Regions from separate parts of the Mus musculus genome. Here regions 1, 2, 3, 5, 6 and 7 are each linked to region 4. The links are chromatin contacts, called in public HiChIP or PLAC-seq, capture Hi-C and promoter capture Hi-C maps. All regions are on one chromosome and are shown on one strand. The core of a region is the stretch at or near the end of the contact, and the rest is flanking DNA. Distances in the headings are between cores, read along the strand shown. Region 1 holds the start of Dnajc28 (DnaJ heat shock protein family (Hsp40) member C28). Region 2 holds the start of Ifngr2 (interferon gamma receptor 2). Region 3 holds the start of Ifnar1 (interferon (alpha and beta) receptor 1). Region 4 holds the start of Morc3 (microrchidia 3). Region 5 holds the start of Gart (phosphoribosylglycinamide formyltransferase). Region 6 holds the start of Synj1 (synaptojanin 1). Region 7 holds the start of Brwd1 (bromodomain and WD repeat domain containing 1).

The links. Promoter capture Hi-C pulls out the DNA fragments that hold promoters and counts their contacts. HiChIP or PLAC-seq counts read pairs in DNA pulled down with a chosen protein or histone mark. Capture Hi-C pulls out chosen DNA fragments and counts their contacts.
Region 1: a promoter capture Hi-C map of liver shows a contact between it and region 4, with 5 times the contacts expected there. The contact joins the promoter of Dnajc28 here to the promoter of Morc3 in region 4. A contact is called at or near these places in 5 of 39 promoter capture datasets (hippocampal neurons, liver, neutrophils and 1 more).
Region 2: a contact with region 4 is called in an H3K27ac HiChIP or PLAC-seq map of bone marrow-derived dendritic cells, with 10 times the contacts expected there. The contact joins the promoter of Ifngr2 here to the promoter of Morc3 in region 4. A contact is called at or near these places in 2 of 39 promoter capture datasets (hippocampal neurons and liver) and 1 of 115 datasets of contacts at active chromatin or transcription factors (bone marrow-derived dendritic cells).
Region 3: a promoter capture Hi-C map of neutrophils shows a contact between it and region 4, with 6 times the contacts expected there. The contact joins the promoter of Ifnar1 here to the promoter of Morc3 in region 4. A contact is called at or near these places in 2 of 39 promoter capture datasets (neutrophils and pre-B cells) and 1 of 9 other capture datasets (liver).
Region 5: a contact with region 4 is called in a capture Hi-C map of embryonic stem cells, with 6 times the contacts expected there. The contact joins the promoter of Gart here to the promoter of Morc3 in region 4. A contact is called at or near these places in 7 of 39 promoter capture datasets (the 3T3-L1 cell line, the C10 cell line, embryonic stem cells and 3 more), 4 of 115 datasets of contacts at active chromatin or transcription factors (astrocytes, bone marrow-derived macrophages, embryonic stem cells and 1 more) and 3 of 9 other capture datasets (adipose tissue, embryonic stem cells and liver).
Region 6: a promoter capture Hi-C map of liver shows a contact between it and region 4, with 2.7 times the contacts expected there. The contact joins the promoter of Synj1 here to the promoter of Morc3 in region 4. A contact is called at or near these places in 3 of 39 promoter capture datasets (hippocampal neurons, neutrophils and pre-B cells), 1 of 115 datasets of contacts at active chromatin or transcription factors (embryonic stem cells) and 2 of 9 other capture datasets (adipose tissue and liver).
Region 7: a promoter capture Hi-C map of embryonic stem cells shows a contact between it and region 4, with 2.9 times the contacts expected there. The contact joins the promoter of Brwd1 here to the promoter of Morc3 in region 4. A contact is called at or near these places in 2 of 39 promoter capture datasets (embryonic stem cells and pre-B cells) and 1 of 115 datasets of contacts at active chromatin or transcription factors (astrocytes).

The regions. Positions count from the first base shown.
Region 1 is chr16:91,617,589-91,620,288 of GRCm38.p6, forward strand. It overlaps Dnajc28 (DnaJ heat shock protein family (Hsp40) member C28), which reads right to left and starts at 1,411. Exons shown (of 2, transcript NM_138664.2): 1 at 1,170-1,411.
Region 2 is chr16:91,545,613-91,548,312 of GRCm38.p6, forward strand. It overlaps Ifngr2 (interferon gamma receptor 2), which reads left to right and starts at 1,447. Exons shown (of 7, transcript NM_008338.4): 1 at 1,447-1,620. The coding sequence starts at 1,551.
Region 3 is chr16:91,483,954-91,486,653 of GRCm38.p6, forward strand. Ifnar1 (interferon (alpha and beta) receptor 1) reads left to right here and starts at 1,262. Exons shown (of 11, transcript NM_010508.2): 1 at 1,262-1,463. The coding sequence starts at 1,391.
Region 4 is chr16:93,830,674-93,833,373 of GRCm38.p6, forward strand. Morc3 (microrchidia 3) reads left to right here and starts at 1,448. Exons shown (of 17, transcript NM_001045529.3): 1 at 1,448-1,675. The coding sequence starts at 1,637. It overlaps Gm30881 (a long non-coding RNA gene), which reads right to left and starts at 2,419. Exons shown (of 3, transcript XR_876266.3): 1 at 2,178-2,419.
Region 5 is chr16:91,645,556-91,648,255 of GRCm38.p6, forward strand. It overlaps Gart (phosphoribosylglycinamide formyltransferase), which reads right to left and starts at 1,417. Exons shown (of 22, transcript NM_010256.2): 1 at 1,329-1,417. It overlaps Son (Son DNA binding protein), which reads left to right and starts at 2,269. Exons shown (of 12, transcript NM_178880.4): 1 at 2,269-2,429. The coding sequence starts at 2,353.
Region 6 is chr16:91,009,860-91,012,559 of GRCm38.p6, forward strand. Synj1 (synaptojanin 1) reads right to left here and starts at 1,449. Exons shown (of 32, transcript NM_001164483.1): 1 at 1,234-1,449; 2 at 165-310. The coding sequence starts at 1,331. It overlaps 4930404I05Rik (RIKEN cDNA 4930404I05 gene), which reads left to right and starts at 1,390. Exons shown (of 3, transcript NR_028368.1): 1 at 1,390-1,460.
Region 7 is chr16:96,081,085-96,083,784 of GRCm38.p6, forward strand. It overlaps Brwd1 (bromodomain and WD repeat domain containing 1), which reads right to left and starts at 1,344. Exons shown (of 42, transcript NM_145125.3): 1 at 1,170-1,344; 2 at 1,038-1,096; 3 at 894-923; 4 at 730-789. The coding sequence starts at 1,218.

The DNA.
Region 1 (2,700 bases), core at 161-2,660, 2.2 Mb before region 4:
CACTCAGGCATTGGACACACATGGTGCACAGCCATAGTGTAGGCAAAACACCATATGTATATAAAAAAGAAAGTCAGTTCTTTGTAACAATGTTGCTAAACAAGAATATATAAGTATCTATGACTTTTCTTGGTGCAGCTAGAAAATGACAGTGATGTTTGGCTATCACATAGTGTGACAGGAACTGAAGTCTACTGCTTGAAGACAGGGTTTCTCTCTGTGTAGCTCTGGTTGTTCTGGACTCACTTTGGAGACCAGGCTGGCTTCAAACATAGAGAGATCCACCTGCCCCTGCCTTCCATGTTCTGGGATTAAAGACATGCATACCTCCGCCCGGATCCAATGCACAGAATTTTAGATCTAGAAAGTTGTTAAAACTCATCTAACCTAATTTTCTCATTTTATAAGAAAACGGGTCCAGAAGGTTAAGCAACTCTTAAGGTTAACCAAAGAACTTACATTACCAGGTACTGCAAATGGTTAGGTTTGGGGCACAGTAAAGCTTAACTGCTTTTTGCTTGTTTGTTTTTGAGATAGGGTCTCTCTACATAGCCCTGGCTGTCCTGGGACTCATTATGTAGACCAGGCTGGACTTGAACTCACAGAGGTCAGCCTGCCTCTGTCTCCTGAGTGCTGGGACTAAAGGAGAGCATCCAAGCCCCACACTTGGCTTAGCTATACTCAGCAAATTACACATTTCCCTGAGCACAATTTGTGTTGTTGTTTTGTTTTGCATACAGTGTAGAATGGTCGTCACCATTTCCAAGTATCTAACTTGCTGCATATCAAACAGGGAACATACAGACCGGTACTCAGTGGGACACCAGATGGGACTGAGAATCAAGAATGCAAGCGACTTTAAGGTCTGCACCTCGCTATTTGCTAGGTGCCAGGGCAAGGAAGGGCGATAAAGGGTGAGAGAGCTTTTGCTGTATTTAAAAACGCATGGTCCTGTGGAAAAAGATACTGAACACTGACGAAAGGCAACGGAGTACTTACTGGAGGATTACTGATCCTTTGAATGTAAGGTGCGTTTTAGAAGTCATGGTAGCCCGATGTCACAATATAGGGGTCAGTGGATTTTAGAGTTGTCTGGGATGCCGGTGGTTATGCTCACCGTGGTGAGGGGTGCCTCAGAAGAGTGTCGGTCCGCTGCACCCCCTACTCACCTTCACAGACGTGATGGGGGTTCAGCGGCTCGAAGCTCAAGCTGCGCCTTTGCGCAGCACGCGTGGCCCGCTCCGTCCCTGTCTCGGCTACTGGACCCTCTGCCGCGCTACACTGCAGAGCCTTTCTTCATACCTTACTACGACAGGTAGTTTCCCTCACCAGGGACAGCGATCTCTTTCTTATAAAACCATCCCCCACGGAACAGAGGACAGACTCCCCTGGACGCTTGTTGTTGTGCCGGGGGCGATAGGCCCCGCCTCTACCCGCTTTCGAGGGCAGGGTTCGGCCGATTTGGATTGTGGGAAATGTAGTTCTCCGGCAGGTGCAGAGTAGAGGCATTAGGGCCTGGAGAGGAGTTATGGCTTGTGATAGATTTGTGACCCCAACGTGTATGTAATTTGAAGAGCACTGACCTCAGTAAATTGTTTTAAATGGAGGAAGATTAGGCCGTTTGCCTCTATGGGACACCTGCACCGTCAGTAGGCTTCTTTAAGCCTAGAAAGATGGTCTTTCCTTCAACCAAGTTTGGATTAAAGGTGTGCGCCACCACTGCCTGGCCCAGCCAAGTTTGTTTGGGTGGATGGCTCTTGTTTTTTGACACTGTCTCCCTTAGCCCAGGCTGGCCTCACACTCGCTATGTAGTAAAGAGGGATTTTGGGTTGCACATCCTCCATGCTTCCGTTTTCCAGGTGCTGGGATTACACAGTAAAATTGCTACTTGTTTATGGAATGTTGGGGATATAAAACCAAGGGCTTATGCATGCAAGGCAAGTTCTGTCAGGGCTCTGCGTATTGTACGATACCTCACCCCATTGAGCACCGCACATAGCCAGGGGTTGGAAAAGAAGGGAAAAATGTGTCTTTGGTTTTATTTTATTCTTTATTATTTTATTTTTATTAATTATTATTATTTGGTTTTTTTGAGACAGGGTTTCTCTGTGTAGCCCTGGCTGTCCTGGAACTCACTCTGTAGACCAGGCTGGCCTTGAACTCAGAAATCCACCTGCTTCTGCCTCCCAAGTGCTGGGATTCCCTGCCTCTTGTCTCTTGAATGGTTAAAGACATGTCACCGCACTCCATCCTAAAGATACAGTTTTAAAAAAATTAGCGGCACACTTTTAATCCCAGCATATAAAGGCAGAGTCAGGTGGATCTCTGTGAGTTTGAGGCCAGTCTAGTCTGAAACTCTGTAGACCAGGCTGGCCTTGAACCCACTTGCCTCTGCCTCCCAAGCGCTGAGATGAAAGGTGCGTGCCACATCTGGCTTTGAAAATCTTATTACACCGGTTATGTTTTGTATGTGTAGTTTCGTGTTTTGTATGCTGTGGTCTCTACTGGTGGAGTTGGTTGTCTGCTTCTGTCGTGTGGATCCTGGTGGTCAAGCTTGAATGAAGGTAGAGTCTTTACAGGTTGGGCTATCTCAATCTTGAATAACTAATGTGTATATAGTAGCCGCTCACACTCAATGTGTCTAAATAGTATTCTGTTGTGACCATCATGAGAGCCAAGCATTGTGGGAGTTTGGCTGTG
Region 2 (2,700 bases), core at 197-2,696, 2.3 Mb before region 4:
CCAGGAGTGCTACACACACAGGAAATGCCAGACCGGAGTTCCTGTTATCTTCCGCTGCCAGCTGCCAGATCTCAACAGAAGACTCAGCTATCAACGACATCAGGGTTCCTCTAGGCAGGAAGGGCAAGAGAGTGGATGCCAGCACCTAGCTGGCCTTGCCCTGACAAAGTTGCCTTGGGGAAAGGAGAGAAACGCTTGTCTTTGGGGGGTTGTATGCTTGAGGCATGGGGTACAGATCCAGGGAATATGCCCTTAGCACTGTGCTGAGGGAGGGAGATTCTAGACAGGGGTGTGGTAGGGAGTGGGGTGAGGCAGTAGTAGCACTTCCAAAGGCTTACCATTTGGGGTCAAGACCACAGGCTGAAAAGCTTAGTGATCACAGGTCCTTCGTGGCTTTAGCTGAGTCCTTTTCCTTACCCTGTCTCATAAAAATAAAACATGCCGGGGGCAGGGCACGGGGCACTCAGAGGGGTATACTTATAATCCACAGCCTGTGTGGTTAGGTTTTCTCTCCTCTGCGGTTTTCAACACGTCCTGTTGAGAGGATCCCCACAGCCCTCCTCTTCTCCTTGGCATGTAAGTACATTTCTGGGTCTTGAAATTCTCAAGTCATAGTTCAAATTTTTGCTAGATAATTTCATCACGTATTTTTATAACAGGCCAACTTCTGGAGCCACAGGCACAAGGGAAGGGTTTGGGGGCCCACGACTAACCCCTGAGAGGTAGAGATGTGAGGATCTGTGAAGTTCAAGGCCAGCTTCAACTACAGTTTAAAGTGGCTTCCTAAGACTGAGGCCTCAGCGGTTAGGAGCAATAGCTGCGGTTCGATGACCCCTTTCTTTGACTCTTGTCTCCCTCTAACCATTCCTTTCGTTGCCCCCTTTTTTGTGGCCGAGGTGTGAACGTCTCTGCCAACAGGCTGGCCACTGGGGAAGGCTCAGGCTGGGAGCCTATCCCTGCCCTGCTCTGGGGTCACTTCCTCGTAGCTTCACAGCCACAGAGGGCCAAACCCACAGACTATTAAGCAACCAGTACAGTTCCTCTAGCTTTTCTTCCTCTGTGACACCACGGCCTAGAGGGTCCTCTCTGCTATACCCTTAAGTAGCCCTTTGCTTAAAAGGATTCAAAGCTTAGCACGATCTTTCCGGTCATTAAAGAGAACAGAATTCAAAATAAATGGGTCCTTAAATCGTACGTGGCGGGAGTCCGAAGTGGGGTGGGGTAGGGTGGGGATGGGTGTCCACGGGTCTCTCCAGAAGGATGGTACTAGAGATCTCTGGCCACACATTGGAGGTCGGCTCGGCGAGGTGTGGCCGGAGTCACCGGGGCTGTGTGCTGGGCTGCGGGGGCCGCGGTTCCCGGGAACACCGGGGAAAGTCCCCACGGGCCGGGCGGGGGCGGGGCCGGGCGCGGTGGGGGCGGGGCGGGACGCAGGCGGGGCGAGGCGGCTCTGCGGCTAGGCTGGGGAAGAGGCGGGCGCTCGGCTCGCCATGGCCGCTGCGGTGCGAGTCTGAGCGGCGTCCACCCCGCGGTCCCGGGCCGCCCGGGCCATGCGGCCTTTGCCACTGTGGCTGCCGTCGCTGCTGCTCTGTGGGCTCGGTGCCGCGGCGTCCTCGCCAGGTAAGCGCGACCCAGGAGACCCCCCACCCCACCCCCGACTCCTCGGGCTCTCCTGGGTGTCGCGTCCGCGCGTGGGTGGCTCCGGGAGCTTGCACCCGGCACAGGGTGGGGTTCTGCAGTCGTTCCCGATCTGCGGGTGACCGCGATCGGACGGGGCACCGACCAGGAGGAATCTGCAAGAGGGAGCTGCAGTGAGTGTAGCGTGGACCACGGGGAATTCCAGGCCTGGAGGTGGAGAGCCCAGTTCGTCTTTGGCTCCTTGGTGCCAGGGAGATCAGCTGACGGGCAGGACCAGTATTTGTCTGGGCAGCCTATAAAATCCTCGTACTCAGTTCCTCGGGATCTTATAGATGGGGAGCAGAAATGCCTGTGTCCCCTCCAGTGTATGGGGACAGAGGGTCAGCTGAGGCACACTTTTAATCTCAGCTCTATCCTACTCCGCCCACACAGCCCTTTACCGGGGTTCAACTTCCCACTTTTGTCACCAACCTGACTGTATTTATGAGCCAGTCATCAAAACCAACAAAAGAAAGACATCACTAACCAAGAACATTCTTCCTACGTGATTATATTTTGCTGGGTTCTTTCCCGTGCAGAGATCATATCAAAGCTTGGATATCTGGAGTCCACAGTGGTAGTGGGGTGCACCCTTGTGAAAACACAGAACTCAGGATGAGAAAAAGGGGTCCTGAAGTTTCTGGCCGGCCGGGCCGGCTTGGTTTACTCAGTGGGTCTTGCTGTTGTTGTTTATTTTGTTTTTTTTATAGTTTGGCCATTAGTTAAATAAGCCTACGAATTGGGACGTTCCCTCCCATTGGAAGTGGTGTTGAGGAGTTAGTTGGTCCTCTGTCAGCATCCCTGCAAAGGCCCTTAAGTTCCCTTTCTCCTTAAGGGCAGAGGAGCACAGGAGGATGAGTGGGTTACGCAGTTAACTTGTTCTCCTGGAGTCAGACAAAGACTTTAAACCCTGGCTCTGATGTTCCCCATTTTGCCTTGAGCAATCTGTGTCTGACACACCCACACACACAGGTCTCCTTTGGAGGAGAGCCTGCGATTGTCTGAGATGTCTGTGAACTATGT
Region 3 (2,700 bases), core at 12-2,511, 2.3 Mb before region 4:
CAGTTTTCAAACGCTGAAATATGCACCCAGTAACTATCTTTAAAGAACTTAATGTCCTGAGCCACCAGCAAAATGCACACTGACACTGCTTTGCCATTCTACCCCACCCTAGTCAGAATGGCTGACAAGAAATCTGACGAATGATGGTGAGGAAGCAGAGAGGAACTCTTTTTTTTTTTTTTGAGACAGGGTTTGTGTGTGGAGCCTTGGCTGTCCTGGAACTCACTCTCTAGTCCAGGCTGGCCTCGAACTCAGAAACCGCCTGCCTCTGCCTCCCAAGTGCTGGGATTAAAGGCATGTGCCACCACGCCCGGCATAACAAATAAGTTTCTTACTTTTTTTTTTTTTTTTTTCTTTTTTTGGTTTTTCGTGACAGGGTTTCTCTGTATAGGCCTGGCTGTCCTGGAGCTCACTTTGTAGACCAGGCTGGCCTCGAACTCAGAAATCCGCCTGCCTCCGCCTCCCGAGTGCTGGGATTAAAGGCGTGCGCCACCACGCCCGGCCCAACAAATAAGTTTCTTTATAAGATAGTAATCAGACAGAGACGGAGTTAAGGGGGTAGAGAGAGGGCTCAGTGGTTTAAGGGCACGTGCAGAGGACTGGCGTACAAACATGGTAGCTCGGAAGATCAGTAACTTTAATACCAGGGTATCTGCGCTCTACTGGCCTCCATGGGTACCAGGCACGCATATATGTACGGTGCACATATATGCATGCATGCATGCATGCAAAACACTCATACACATAAAACCAGCCTAAAACCACATTATTAGACAAAAGATCCAAACGCTGCATAATTCAAAACCCAAAGATTGAGCGAGTCACAACAGCAAACCATCCCACAAAATCAGGGAATCAAGTATAAAGATCTTGTGCAGTTGAGATAAAAGTGTTGCCGGCGCCTTCCAGGTCCCAGAGTCATTTGATCCACGGCCTCCAGGGATCCCCACACCAGGATTCGAGCCAGTGGACTAGTAACCCCCGGGGCAACGCCTCCGAACCCCCTCCGGACAAAAACAGGAAGCTGAGCCCGGAAGGAGGAGGGGCTGCGCAGGCGCACTGACTGCACCCCGCTTTCCTCTCAGGAGTCTAAGGACAATGCTGGGCAGTCTTTCCGGAAGTGGGGGCGGAGCGTGGCAGGGACCTCAAAGTCCCCAGGCCTTGACTGGACCGCGCCCGGTACTTTCCGAGCCGCTTGCTCGCGGAGAGAGCGTGGCGTCAGCGGAGAAGCTGTGCTGGGTGGAGGGGCGGGGGCGTTCACGGAAGGGGCGGGGCGCTGGAGGGGGCGGGGCGTCGCGGAGGGCCTAGCTGCCCAGAGGTAGTCTCCAGCTCCGCGGTGCTGCTGAGGAGAAGGAGGAGAATGTGAGCCGCCGCCCGGCCTCCCAAGACGATGCTCGCTGTCGTGGGCGCGGCGGCCCTGGTGCTGGTGGCCGGGGCGCCTTGGGTGCTACCCTCAGCTGCAGGTGAGCCGAGGGGCCTGTGCGAGGGCCGGGCACCATGGAGGGAGAGCTGGGCGCGGGTGACCAGAGTCCGCGACGCCCGCCCCCTGCGCCGCTCTTCAGCCTGAGGACGCTACCCGGGCCGAGCCTCAGGGCTGCTGGTGGGCGGGAGACCAGACAGCAGCAGAAATGCGCTCCCAGCCTAGTGCGGTTTGTCCCGGGCTGAGAGGAGTGAGGTGAGAGGCCCCCTAACCGGCCCGAAGTCAAAACCAGGAAACCACTGGGCTAGTTACATCGGGAGAATGCCCACTAAGGGGAGAGACAAGAGTTTTCATAGTGATGTGAGGAACCTAAAAAAGACGACCTAGCCTCACTCCTGGAGGAAAGTTCTGATTCCTCTTAGAAATCTGTATATCTGGGAAGTAAGTGATTGCCCCAAGTCTCACCCCGAAGATGGCCCATTTCTGGCTAGACGTGCATGATGTACATGCAGGCAAAGTGGTCACACATATACAGTAAATCGGAAAAAGACTATTATGAACAGAATACTGTAACTGCTACAAATGCTCTTGGGTCTTTTGTTAATCTCATGAGCACATTTGCTGCTCTTTCTGCACAGAATCAGTAAATCCCAACAGTTGGACTGGAGATCAAGCTAAGAGGATACGGATAACAGGATAGAGTCAGTTTAGGGATGACATCAAAGACTCCGTTGGTGGTACTGGAAGTGTGGCTCAGTGGTAGTGTGCACTTAGCATAGACAGCACTGAGAAACTGACAACTCAGAGTGGGGAGACTTGATGGATAGCTCCTGGTGGCTGAAAAGAAAGAAATTCAGACATCTCAGATGCATCCTCTTACATAGGATGTAACTAGAGGCAGTTCTGTAACCCTCTGGAGTAGAAGCTTGACAGGCGACATGACATGATAGTCTGAGGCAGAAGTTTTCAAAACAGGAGATAACAGTGGAGCCAGACATAGCGTTAAAGGACACTTTTTAAAGTTAAAGCCTCGTTCGGGCTGGAGAGGCGGCTCACAGGTAAGAGCACTTATTGCTCTTGCAGAGGGACCTGGATTGGTTCCCAGCACACAGTTGGTGACTTGCAACCTTCCCTAAATCCTGCTTTGTTCCAGGGGATTGGAATACACTTTTCTGACTTCCTTGGCTATGGGGCACATGTGGTGCACACACAAATGTGCAGGCAGAACACGTATACACATACAGAAAGTCTTTAAAAAACTTGCCTTGATAAGCAGGCAT
Region 4 (2,700 bases), core at 198-2,697:
TTTACGTGTGTTTAACAACAATAAACAAACAAAATACTGCAGGGAGGTGTGGTAGTGATTCACATCTATAATCCCAGGATTTAGGAGATAGAGGCAAGAGGGTCAGGAGTTTGTCAACCTCAAGTACAAAGCAGACCAGCCTGGGTTACAGGAGGCTCTCTTTCAAAAAGAAAAACAAAGCGATTATGTGGATCTCAAGAAAATGTGGCGAGACAGGCTTTCCTCAGCTGCATCCCGTGGGGAATCCTCTTCCCTGATGAACAAGTATTTGTCCCACCCTAGGCACTGTTTTCCCCGCAAAGACAACCAGACTCGGATGAAACAGGAAAACAAGGCTGACCTGCTTGTTAATCCTGTCAACTTGACAAGATTTAGAATCCCCATGGGAACAAACCTCTGGTCAAATCCACAGGGGAGTTTCTAGACTAAGCTATTTGCAGTTCAGTGGAGAATTTGCGCAGCCTGGGCTGCTGACACTCTCTAGGTTGACTGCACGGCTCACTGACCGGCCATCATGGTTCAACTGTCTTGACAGCCACCTGTTCTGCAAGACTAGACACCAGTTTTGCTTATCTTGTGCCTCTTATTCACTCTTAAAAACAGTGAATACCACAGGTTTTAATTTTACATCCCCTTATTAATTTAAAAGTATTTAAGTTTTTACAAGCCTACAGTTAAAATATGAAGAGAAAACACAGTTGACGTGTAGGAAAAGGAGAGGATCCATCCCATACTGTAGTGTTTAATAGACAGCGGTCTATAATAAAGGATACTAAATTGTTTATCAGCAGAAGATGAACTGAACTTTTTTTCGTTTTGTTTAGTTTTTTTTTGTTTTTGTTGTTTTTTTTTTTTTTTTTTTTTCGAGACAGGGTTTCTCTGTGTAGCCCTGGCTGTCCTGGAACTCACTTTGTAGACCAGGTTGGCCTTGAACTCAGAAATCTGCCTGCCTCTGCTTTCCAAGTGCTGGAATTAAAGGCGTGCGCCACCACTGCCCGTCTGAACTTTTATAAATAAAAATATGACTATCGTTAAGACTGCAGTAAATACTCTTGCAAATCTTTTAACCTTCTCTTTACTTGTACTATTTAGCATCCCTTTCTTGACTAATTTCTACATGCTACTCGCTGCAGTACCGGGCTCCACACACACTGAATTAACGTGTCCGTGCGCTACCACTACCAGGATAAAAGCTGATGATTTTCAGGCAAACCCAAAAAGTAATTATTTTCTTCATTTTGTCCTGTAAGATTCCAGTAACATCATTACCAGCGGCCATGGATTACACTTTTGCAGTGCGATTTTCATCAGAGTTTGCCTAGCTTCTACACATCATTCTTCGCGCCAATCTTCAATCTCAAGGTCCAGCTACGCGAGGCGAGGAGCTCGCGCCCGCCCGCTCACCTACGCATGCGCCCAACGCCTGGGTCCTGCGCGCGCAGCAGGTCAGGCCCGCTCGGGCAAGCCTCTGCTGAGAATCCTAATTCGCCTTTGCCCGAGGCGGAAATGAGTGGGTGTGGCCTGGTGTTGTCGGTTCCGCCCCGGAAGTGGGCGGGGCGTTGAAGCCCGCGGCGGACTCGTAGCCTCCCAGTCGGGCTGCGGCCGAGGCCGGTCCTGGCTTTGTAGCTCACTCAAGATGGCGGCGCAGCCACCCACCGGGATCCGCCTCAGCGCGGTGAGCAGCCGCGAGGGGAGGAGCGGGCCGGGTCCCAGGAGGGCGGGCAGGCGGGCCAGCCAGGAGGTGGCAGTGGGCGGCGGCGACTCAAGGGCTGGCGCGGCGGCCGGGAGGTCGCGGCGGGGCCAAGGGTCCGCCGCCATGTCTCCTCGCTCGGAGGAGCGGCTGTAACGCGCGGCCGGTGCGCTCGCGGCATCTCGGGGCAAGCCGAGGCGGCCTCCCTCCCTCCCTCCGGCTCTGCGGCGCCCGACAGCTGTTGTGGGAGCCGCGCCCTCCGCGACCCGCCCGCCCCGGGAGCAGCCGCCGGGCCTCGTCGGGGCGGCGTGGGCTGCGGTGCAGCGCGGTTCCTGCACGCGTCCGTCCCTGTCGGTCCCGGCTCGGAGGAGCGGAGGCTAGGACTCATCTCCTCCGCTTGCTTGGCATGCCCCTGCCTTTTCGGGCCGAGCCCATTGGTGGCAAACCCTTTGGAGGTGGCTGGGAGTGGTCGCAGAAAAGGACTTACACTTTCGGGTCCAAAACATTGTGGGCGTGGCTTCACCTGATGATTCCTGCAAAGTTTTATTCTCTGCCGGCCCTGAGGTCTTAAGCGGGGAAAGTTACTTCCTTGATGTTTGAAGGATGGCTGCGGTGGCCCATGCCTGGCATCCCCAGCGCTCGGGTGACCGAAGCAGGCAAATTCTAGGACAATTTAGGGAGACAAGGGGAAGTCCTGTCTCAAAGGCAAAAAAAGCGGTACTACTGTGTTATGTAATTTCGTTGGCGAGCGGTAAGGATTTCCGGAGGTTAAAGCACCTCCCGTAGGTGCTCTTCAAGAATGCAGGTCTCCGTCCATTCATTAGGCTACTTCCGTCATTTGGGATGTGATAGCCCCAAGTGTGCATGAAGTGTTACCTAGTTTTATCGCGTCTGCCTTTTTTTTTTTTTGTGAGGTTGAGTATTCTTCACATTTTTTGTTATGTTTTGTTTTAAATTGCCTGTTAGTACGGTTTCCCCCCACACAGTTTATGTGTGTGTGTGTCTTATGC
Region 5 (2,700 bases), core at 167-2,666, 2.2 Mb before region 4:
ATTCTTTAAGAAAAAAAGGTGTGTGTGTGTGGGGGGGGGGGGGCTGGAAAGATGGCTCAGTGGTTAAGAGCACTGATGAGGTCCTGAGTTCAATCCCCAGCAACCACATGGTGGCTCACAACCATGTGTAATGGGATCCAATGCCCTCTTCTGGTGTGTCTTCAGACAGTTACAGTGTACTCACATACATAAAATAAACAATTCTTTAAAAAAAAATATTGTATACTACAAAGTACCCAGAAATAGGAAGTACTAATTTGCTATGTGTTGTTACTTCATATACCTAATTGATACCTATTGCTTAGAATAGAAGCCTTGTGTTCAAATTCTAGCACCAATAAAAGGAGGGGGGGGAGCAAAGATATTATCAAGATATTTACTTATGTAGAAGATGGTTACGGAAAGAAGAAAACTGAAATATGTAAATTCTAAATTGATCCTTTACTTTGGGATTACATATTTAAGGAAAACCCAAGCAGACTGGTAAGGTTAAGAACACTTAGTTCTCTTGCAGAGGGCTGGGGTTTAGTCTCCCAGCACCCACAAGGTGGCTCACAAACATCCTAATCTGGGTCTGGAGACTGAATGCTTTCTTCCGGCTTCTTTGGGGCGTTCATTGTATGCACGTGGGCACAAACATACATGTAAGGGACAACGCTCCTACACATAAGATAGACTTTAGTTCAATTCTGTGTCATTTTCTTAGAGAAATAGCTGAAGCCATTAAACTTTTTAAAAAATCTAACTTGAATAAGAAAGCAGTGCAAGAAGACAATTTTCATTTTACTAGTCAGGATCTGTGAAATAGCAGGACTGGTCTCTTCACCAGCAGCGGCTGGGTGCCTGGGCTCCGGTGTCAAGGCCTTACTAGCCGGGAGACTCGGAGAGTCTTTTGTAACTTCTTGGGTGTCAGTTAACTAACAGGCAATTTATAGCGAGAACAAGAGAATAGGGTAAGGAGAGAATAAAAGAATCGGTTAAAACCACTTCCAAATATTTGTTTTGAAAAAGTAGAAACCAAATACGAAAGTGGTCCAGGTAAATGGTTAGTTACTGTGATAAAACTAGAGCGGATAAAAAAACCATCGGTGTACAGGGTCTGTCTTTACAAGGCAGAGATGCACAGAAACCTGGACCCGGCCTCAGAATTAGAAAGCTGGGAAAGAACTACCTGGCCGACCTCCATCAAGGCCGTGCAAAGCACGTGGGCTTTTCGCCAGTCACGCCAGTTTCGTTTCAAGAGTAGCACCGGTCGCTGAGGTTAAACCCATGGGTCAAAGCGTTTAGGCAGTCCACGCATCATCTTAAGAACTAAGGCATTCACGCACCTGCAAGCCCCGCCACGCAGCTCCGGCTCGCACCCGCCACTCGCACCCGCCGGAAGTTGGCCCGGGGAATCCAGCGCGCCCCGGCCTCTGCCCCGCCTCCGATGGACTCGGCTGCTCATTGGCCGCAGCCCGCCTAGGTCCCCGCCCGCGAGGCGACCCGTGGGGGTTCCTCCCGCCTTAGGGTGCGGTCGGAGCCCGCTGCCTAGCCGGGCTCAGAATCCCTGGCACCACGATTAGAGCTGATGATGCTCGTCAGGGGCTGTCACTTAAGGTCCCTGCGTTTACCCCAGAGCCTCCTACACTGGGGGCAGAGCCGAGGCTGCCTGACTGTGGCTGCTCACCAAGCGCCAGGGCGGAGCGGCCAGGGCTGGACTCCGGAGCAGCTCAAGCGCACTGCGTTTAGAACGCAGGTCGCTCAGACGCTCCAGCCTTTGCTAAAAACTACGCGAGGCCGGTTATAGCAAGCATCGAGGCAGAATGGGAATGGCTCCTTTCCAACTCATAGTGGGGACGCGGGACGGGGATTTCTTTCTCATGCACGTCTCCCTGACCAAAGTAAACTTGGCGCTTGCAACAAACGCGTTCGAGCTCCGTGCCGGACAAGCCGAGGCTTTTCTCGTCCCCCAGCTTTTTTTTTTTTCCATGGCCTCTAATCTCAGGCATTTACTCCCTATAGAAAGCCTCTTAGGAGTCCCCGCAGGCTGAGGGGATCAACAGCCGAAGCTGTCGCGGTCGCCTCGGGAGCGACTTCTCCTGTAATGGCGCCTGCGTCAACCACTAACATGGCGGCCGAGTTCGTGCGCGGCGCAAACGTCAGCAGCTCTACCCCGGCGGCTCAGAAACAGCGGAGGAGAGCGGGCCGGTGTTCGCTGATTGGCTCGTGGGTGGAGCGAGCCCGTGCGGACGCTCCCTCACGAGCCAATCAGGAAAGGGATAAAAGGAATTGGCCGCTGCGCCTCCTCCCGAGGCATGCTGGGAGCCTGGAGGACTAGCGAGGAGTAGTTGAGAGAACGGAGCGGACGCCATGGCGGCCGACATCGAGCAGGTTTTCAGGTCTTTCGTGGTCAGTAAATTCCGGGAAATACAACAGGAGCTTTCCAGGTAAACGCTTCCCAGACTTTTCTGCTCCTCGCGGGCTGTTAGGGCTTCATCTAGCCTCCCGTGGCATCTTTCACGGAACGCCGTCGTTTCTCGGCTCAGGCCCCGCTACGGCCCCGCCTGGGCCTGGGATCCATTTTCCGCCCCCCCCCCCACCCCCCCAGTTCCCCGTTCGTTCCTTTCGCGAAAGATCGTCTCTTCCGCGGTGTCGCACACGCCGTTTCTTTCTTCCAGTTAAGACGGTCACCTTTCCCTCGTTTGGACACCCCCTACC
Region 6 (2,700 bases), core at 199-2,698, 2.8 Mb before region 4:
AGGCTTCATTCAAATTAAGCCAAAGCACAAACCCGTACGCTAAAGCTCAGAAGATCAAATTCAGGGAGAAGGTTCTCAAGAACCTTTTTTTTATAAACTGTTGAACTCGCGAGTTACAACCAAAACAGAGATCAGAATCGGGCAGGTGAAAACACGTGACTTACAGAGCACAGCCACAGCCCCAGACTCGAACATGAGACATTCTTCCTTATGCCTAGTTTCCACTATGAGGCTGAACGGTGGGGGATCCAATTTGTGGTAGATTCGAAATCCTTTGCTGAACGCCATTCTCCTTTCTTCAGAGGCAGCCCTGTGGAAACCAAGTCAATGCACCTGAGGTTTCCTTCTGCTGCAAGGACTGCTAGGCGTCCTCCTGAGGTCCCTCACTGACAAGTTTGATGGGGGTTGGGGGTAGAGAAAAAGAGAGCTCAGGGGTGAACGGTTTATTCCAAAAGATAAGGCGTCACCTTTTTTTTTTTTTTTCTTAACCAAAAGGCAAAAGGAAACGCGTCCAGTTCTCAAGATACGGCAGGACAAGGCAGGGGTTTTTAGCACCGTCGGTCCTGATTTGGATAAGGTGGATTTCCCATTTAATTTATGTTTCCCCAAAGGGAAAATCTGTAGCGTATTTTCAGTTGGGGTTGTTTATCGGCTTCCTGCTTCACGATCTGTCACTACGGGAAGGGAACTGATGGGGAAACTTCAAGCCGATCCCTAGGCGGAATGGGCAAGGGGATGGGAGGGAAGGTTAATCAGGCTGATTCAAAGCTCCTGAGGGGGCCGGAGAGGGACGGGATTATCACACCGCGGACTCTCCAGGGCGGCGGCGAAGGGCAGGGAAAGCCACACAGGTGACTGCCGCCTCCTGCCCAGTCACGAAGCTCACCGTGACGAATGGATCCCACCGCCACTCAACGAGATCCCGGGGAGCCGGGGGGAACTGAGGCACCGGGCGCTTCAGCGCCTCCATTACGCACCGCCAGAGATACCCGGGAGCCTGTGCCGACGGGGTCCTTTCCCGCCCGCTGGGTGACAGCCGCTGTCACGGCAAGCCACCCGCAGCCCCGGGGTCTCCACACAACCCGCCGCCCTCGGCCCTCGGCCGCCTCTCACCGCTTGCGACCCGGCTGCGACGGCCGCCACCGCTCAGGAAGCGTCCACCCGGCCGGCCGGCTGCCCCTGGGTAGAGCCCGGGCCGCTCCCCGCCCCCCGCCCTCCCGCCCGCTGCCTCACCTCTTCCTCCGGCTCCTCCTCCTCCTTCTCCCGCAGCCTCCGCCGCTACAGCCGCCCGAAGCGTCACTTCCGCTCCAGCAGGTCCAGCTCTTCCGCATTGCGCCGCTGCCCAGGCGGAAGGCCCGCCCCTTAGGGTGAAAGGGCGGAGCCGTTTCCGCCCACGCGGGACCGTGCTGCCGAGCAGGGCGCTTACTGGTCACCGGGTTCCTGCGGCCGCCGCGTCCTGGGTCCGTGAAGCGAGCCTCCGTCGCCCCGGGAGTGGGAAGGTGGCACGGCCAGGGGAGCCGGCAGAGGGAGGGTCCGTCCTCCTCGCGTGGAGCCCTGTAGCTCTGCCCTCCCCGCGGGCGACAGGGAGGGACTTCAGGAAAGAGCTGGGGGAGCCCGTGTTGATTCGTGCTCGAGTCGGGCATCAGGACCACCCCCTGCCGCCTCCGCAGACCTGATGGGCGATGGGCGAGTGCGAGGCGGGGGACGGTGTGCACCCCGCGCCGGCTGGGTGGCGCTCGAAGAGCTGTCCATGGTGTCTGTCGTCAGGGAGGCAGCAGGAGGCTGTTCCCTGGCTGTTTCAGTGTGTTCTCCGAGCTCCAGGGGCGATGGAAGAGTGCTCAACCGAATGCAGTGGAGAGTGGGGGAAGCCAGCAACCAGAAACTCCAGGCAGTCAAACAAAACATGGCTGTCACTGTCGATTTGCCAGCCGTGGAATTTTATAACTAAGGGCATCACACTGTTTCAAACTATCTTTTTAAACGAGACATTATGTCTAAAACTTGTGTCCAGCAGAATTATTCTGCCTATACTTCAGAGACAAAAATGGGAGGACATTGTAGTCCCTGGGGCTTTAGAGAGGAATTGAGAATCCAAGGAGCACGGCAATCATGTTCCATTTGCCTTTGCTTTCCCCTAGCCTCTTCCCCTTTTTACTTTCTTCCCAAAAGCACAATTTAAATATGACGTATTGCATAAAAACATTTCCTCTAACATGCTGTCATGTGACTCAACGCTTCTCTATTTTAGAGAAGACAAATCCACCCTAGTTTTAAAATATTAAAAGCAAACTAAACACAAGAGAAGCCACCTCCAGCCAAGGAGATACACACTTGGATTCAGTTCTTAGATCTTTTCACTTAGTCTCCTAAGAACAACTTTTACTTTTTTGTTGTGGTTACAGTAACCACAAGCTTATAATAACAATTGCTTGCTGTGAATTGTGGTTAGCCATTTTTCCCTCCCAAGAAGTGTCCATTTCAGGTGGGGACAGTCCTTTAAATAAAACAGGGATGTTTGAGAGTGGGATTTTTCTTAAGTGTGATGACTGTATATGACATGCACCGACAAAAACGGGTTCAGGAGAGCTGGCCACTGAATTGTAGTACTTTGGAGGTAGCTTTTGTTTTTTGAGACAAAGTAGCACAGAGCCCAGGCTAGTGTGCCAACCATACCTGGTTTACGTGGTGACAGACTGAACC
Region 7 (2,700 bases), core at 94-2,593, 2.3 Mb after region 4:
GGCACACACAACTGCTTCTGAGAGCTTAGTCCGAGCTCTCAGAAGCAGGAAATGAATTCAAGGCCAGCCTGGCCTACCCGAGTTCAAGGCAAGACAGTGGTACGTAATGACACCCTGTCTCAAAAAATAAATACACCGACTGACGGATGTCAACTTAAAGCCTGAACCGCTACATACAGCAAGATCAAGTGTGAGCCAACTTTCTAAAGGCAGTCAACACACAGTGCACGGGTCGGGGAAGCAGGGGTGCCGCACTGACATATTCACCACGGAGAACTCTGTGCGATCCTACAGAGGAAGGGAGTACAGTACAGGAAGGGGCCATTTCTCCACCTTGGGAGACTAAGGACTCTCTCTCTATTCCTGGGGAACAAGAGGTCTGAAAGTCTGGGCGGGGCAGAGAAAGGAGAGACCAATGAGAGCTCGAGTTACAAATCGGGAAGGGAGAGAGATGAGAGCGCCCCTCTCAGTGGCTGGCGGCCGCACCTGGAGCCCCAGCCCGGCCGCGAGCCAGGGGCGCCCCCGCCTGCGCCCGGCACCGCCCCCAAAACCATTTTCTGCCAAATCCCGCCCCCCACCCCGCCACCGCGAGCCCTCGGGGGTCGGGCCCGTCGCCCCGGGACGCCGGACCACCAGAGACCACCCCCGGGCGCGGCCCCGCGGCGCCCGCAGGGGAGCAGAGACCCGGCTGGGGGGCGCGGGCGCGCGGAGGACGCGGGAGCTGCTCACCAATTCCTCGTAGCTCCTGTTGTGCTCGTTGCCCTCCCAGTCCAACCTCTTCGGCAACAGCTGGAATGAGACACGAAAGGCGTCCGGGTGACCACCGCGGCCGGGAGGCCGGGCGGGACCGGGACGCGGGGGCGGGGACGGGGACGCGGGGGCGGCGGACCGACCTGGTACTGCTCCAGCTCCTGCACCAGCACCTGCGGCAGAGAAGACGCGCGGTCAGACCCCGTCAGCTGCCCCGCTCACCCCCGGTTCGTTCGCCCCCGGTTCGCTCGCTCGCCCGCCCGCCCGCTCGCCCAGCCGGCACTCACCTGCGCCGCTCGGCGACACGGGCCAGCTGAGAGGTAGCGGGCGATGAGAAAGTACAGCTCTGCGGGGAGAAGACAGGGACGGTCAGCGGCGGCTGCGCGACACCGGGCAGGGGACGCGCGGCCGTGTCTTACCCGACTCGATGAGAGGCACCGGACGTCGGGCCGGCGAAGGCTCCGCCATGGCGGGGCGCCGGGCGGGAGCGAGCGGACCAGCGAACAAGTGGAGCGCGTAGGCCGCGCCGAGGCCTGACCGGGCCGGCGTACCCCCAGCTCCTCAGGCGCGCGCCGCCGCCGCCATGCCGTGCGCGCCGCGCACCGACGCGTCCGCGGCAGGAAGTCGCGCGGGACCGAGGGGCGGGGAGCGAAGTAGTCCCCCCGCGGGGAGCCGGCGGCGTGGCACGACGCGGATGTGGCTCCTTGGCTGGGAGGCGGGCCTCGCCTCGGCGTCCTGTGCGTCGGGGGCGTGAAGCGCAAAAGGGGGCGGCGAGCCAGCCGGGGCTGCGTCCGCGGGGCGGGGGGTGGGGGGGCTGGGGCGCGCGTGGCCGGATTCCTGCGCGCGGTGAGGCGGCCGCCGGCCTTTGTGCGGCGGCGGAGGCGGTACGGCGAGCTGGAGTGGAGGGGGCGGGGCGGGGCAGGGCAGGGCGGAGCCTGGGAGGACGGTCACCTGGGCTGGGCCTGAAGACCCTGAGGCTGGGGAGGAGCTCTGCAGGAGGGTGGCTGAACCCAGAGCGGAGGCTGCGACACCACCTTACCCGCTGCCCTCCCGACCTCCCGCCGCCCCGCGTCCCGCGCCCCGCGATGGGTTAAAGATGCCCGGTACGGGTGACGGAATCTGGGAGTCCGCGATGACTTGACGGGAACTCAGAGGGCCCGTGGGAAACGGGCTGCGGCCACAAGTGTCAGTCGTTTTGTTGGAGGGGTGGAAGAGTTACAGAAAAATCCCCCTAATTACCGCTCTAGGCTCCTGACCCAACCGGATCTGTTTCACCACGTCCAGTGTGCGCTGACAAGCTCTGACGTAGAGTGCAGAACAGAACTAAACATGGCCATTGTTAGATTTATCGGGCAGCAGAGAGTCAGAAAAAGAGGCCTGACCTCAAACGACCTCGGCTCTTTATTCCCAAACACCAAAAGACAGTCGTCTTCCAACGGGAAAGCGAGCTCCTGTCGCGGGCTAGGGTGCGGCAAGGGAATTGTTTGTGTCTATAAAGAGTCTAGGGTGGTTCGGCTGTTTCTTTTCCTTAGGCTTAGGACATAGTGCTAGGGTGGCTCCGCATTCTTTTCTTAACCCCTGCGCCCCTGCGAAGGGCTGACCGAGCAAGGTCATTTGTAGGAGTCCTGTCTTGTGACCAAGGCGTTGTACCAGCTAGTCATTCTAGTGCCTGCGTGCGGAGGCAGAACGAGGTGTCCCAGTCGTGCCCGGGCAGTGAACCTTAGACTGGCTCCAACTATCAGGTGTATGATCCTAGGCAAATCACTTAACCTCTGTCTCAATTGGCCTTATCTGTAAATTGTAGCCAACAGTGCGGCTCCTTCCAGAGCTCAAGGATTTTATGAACTAATACGCATTTCCAGCCTCTGAGTTGACTTTCATTAATTACATGGAAAGTACATATGAATATGTAGATGGCCCACCTATTCAGAGTAATCCTAACTCAGCAAA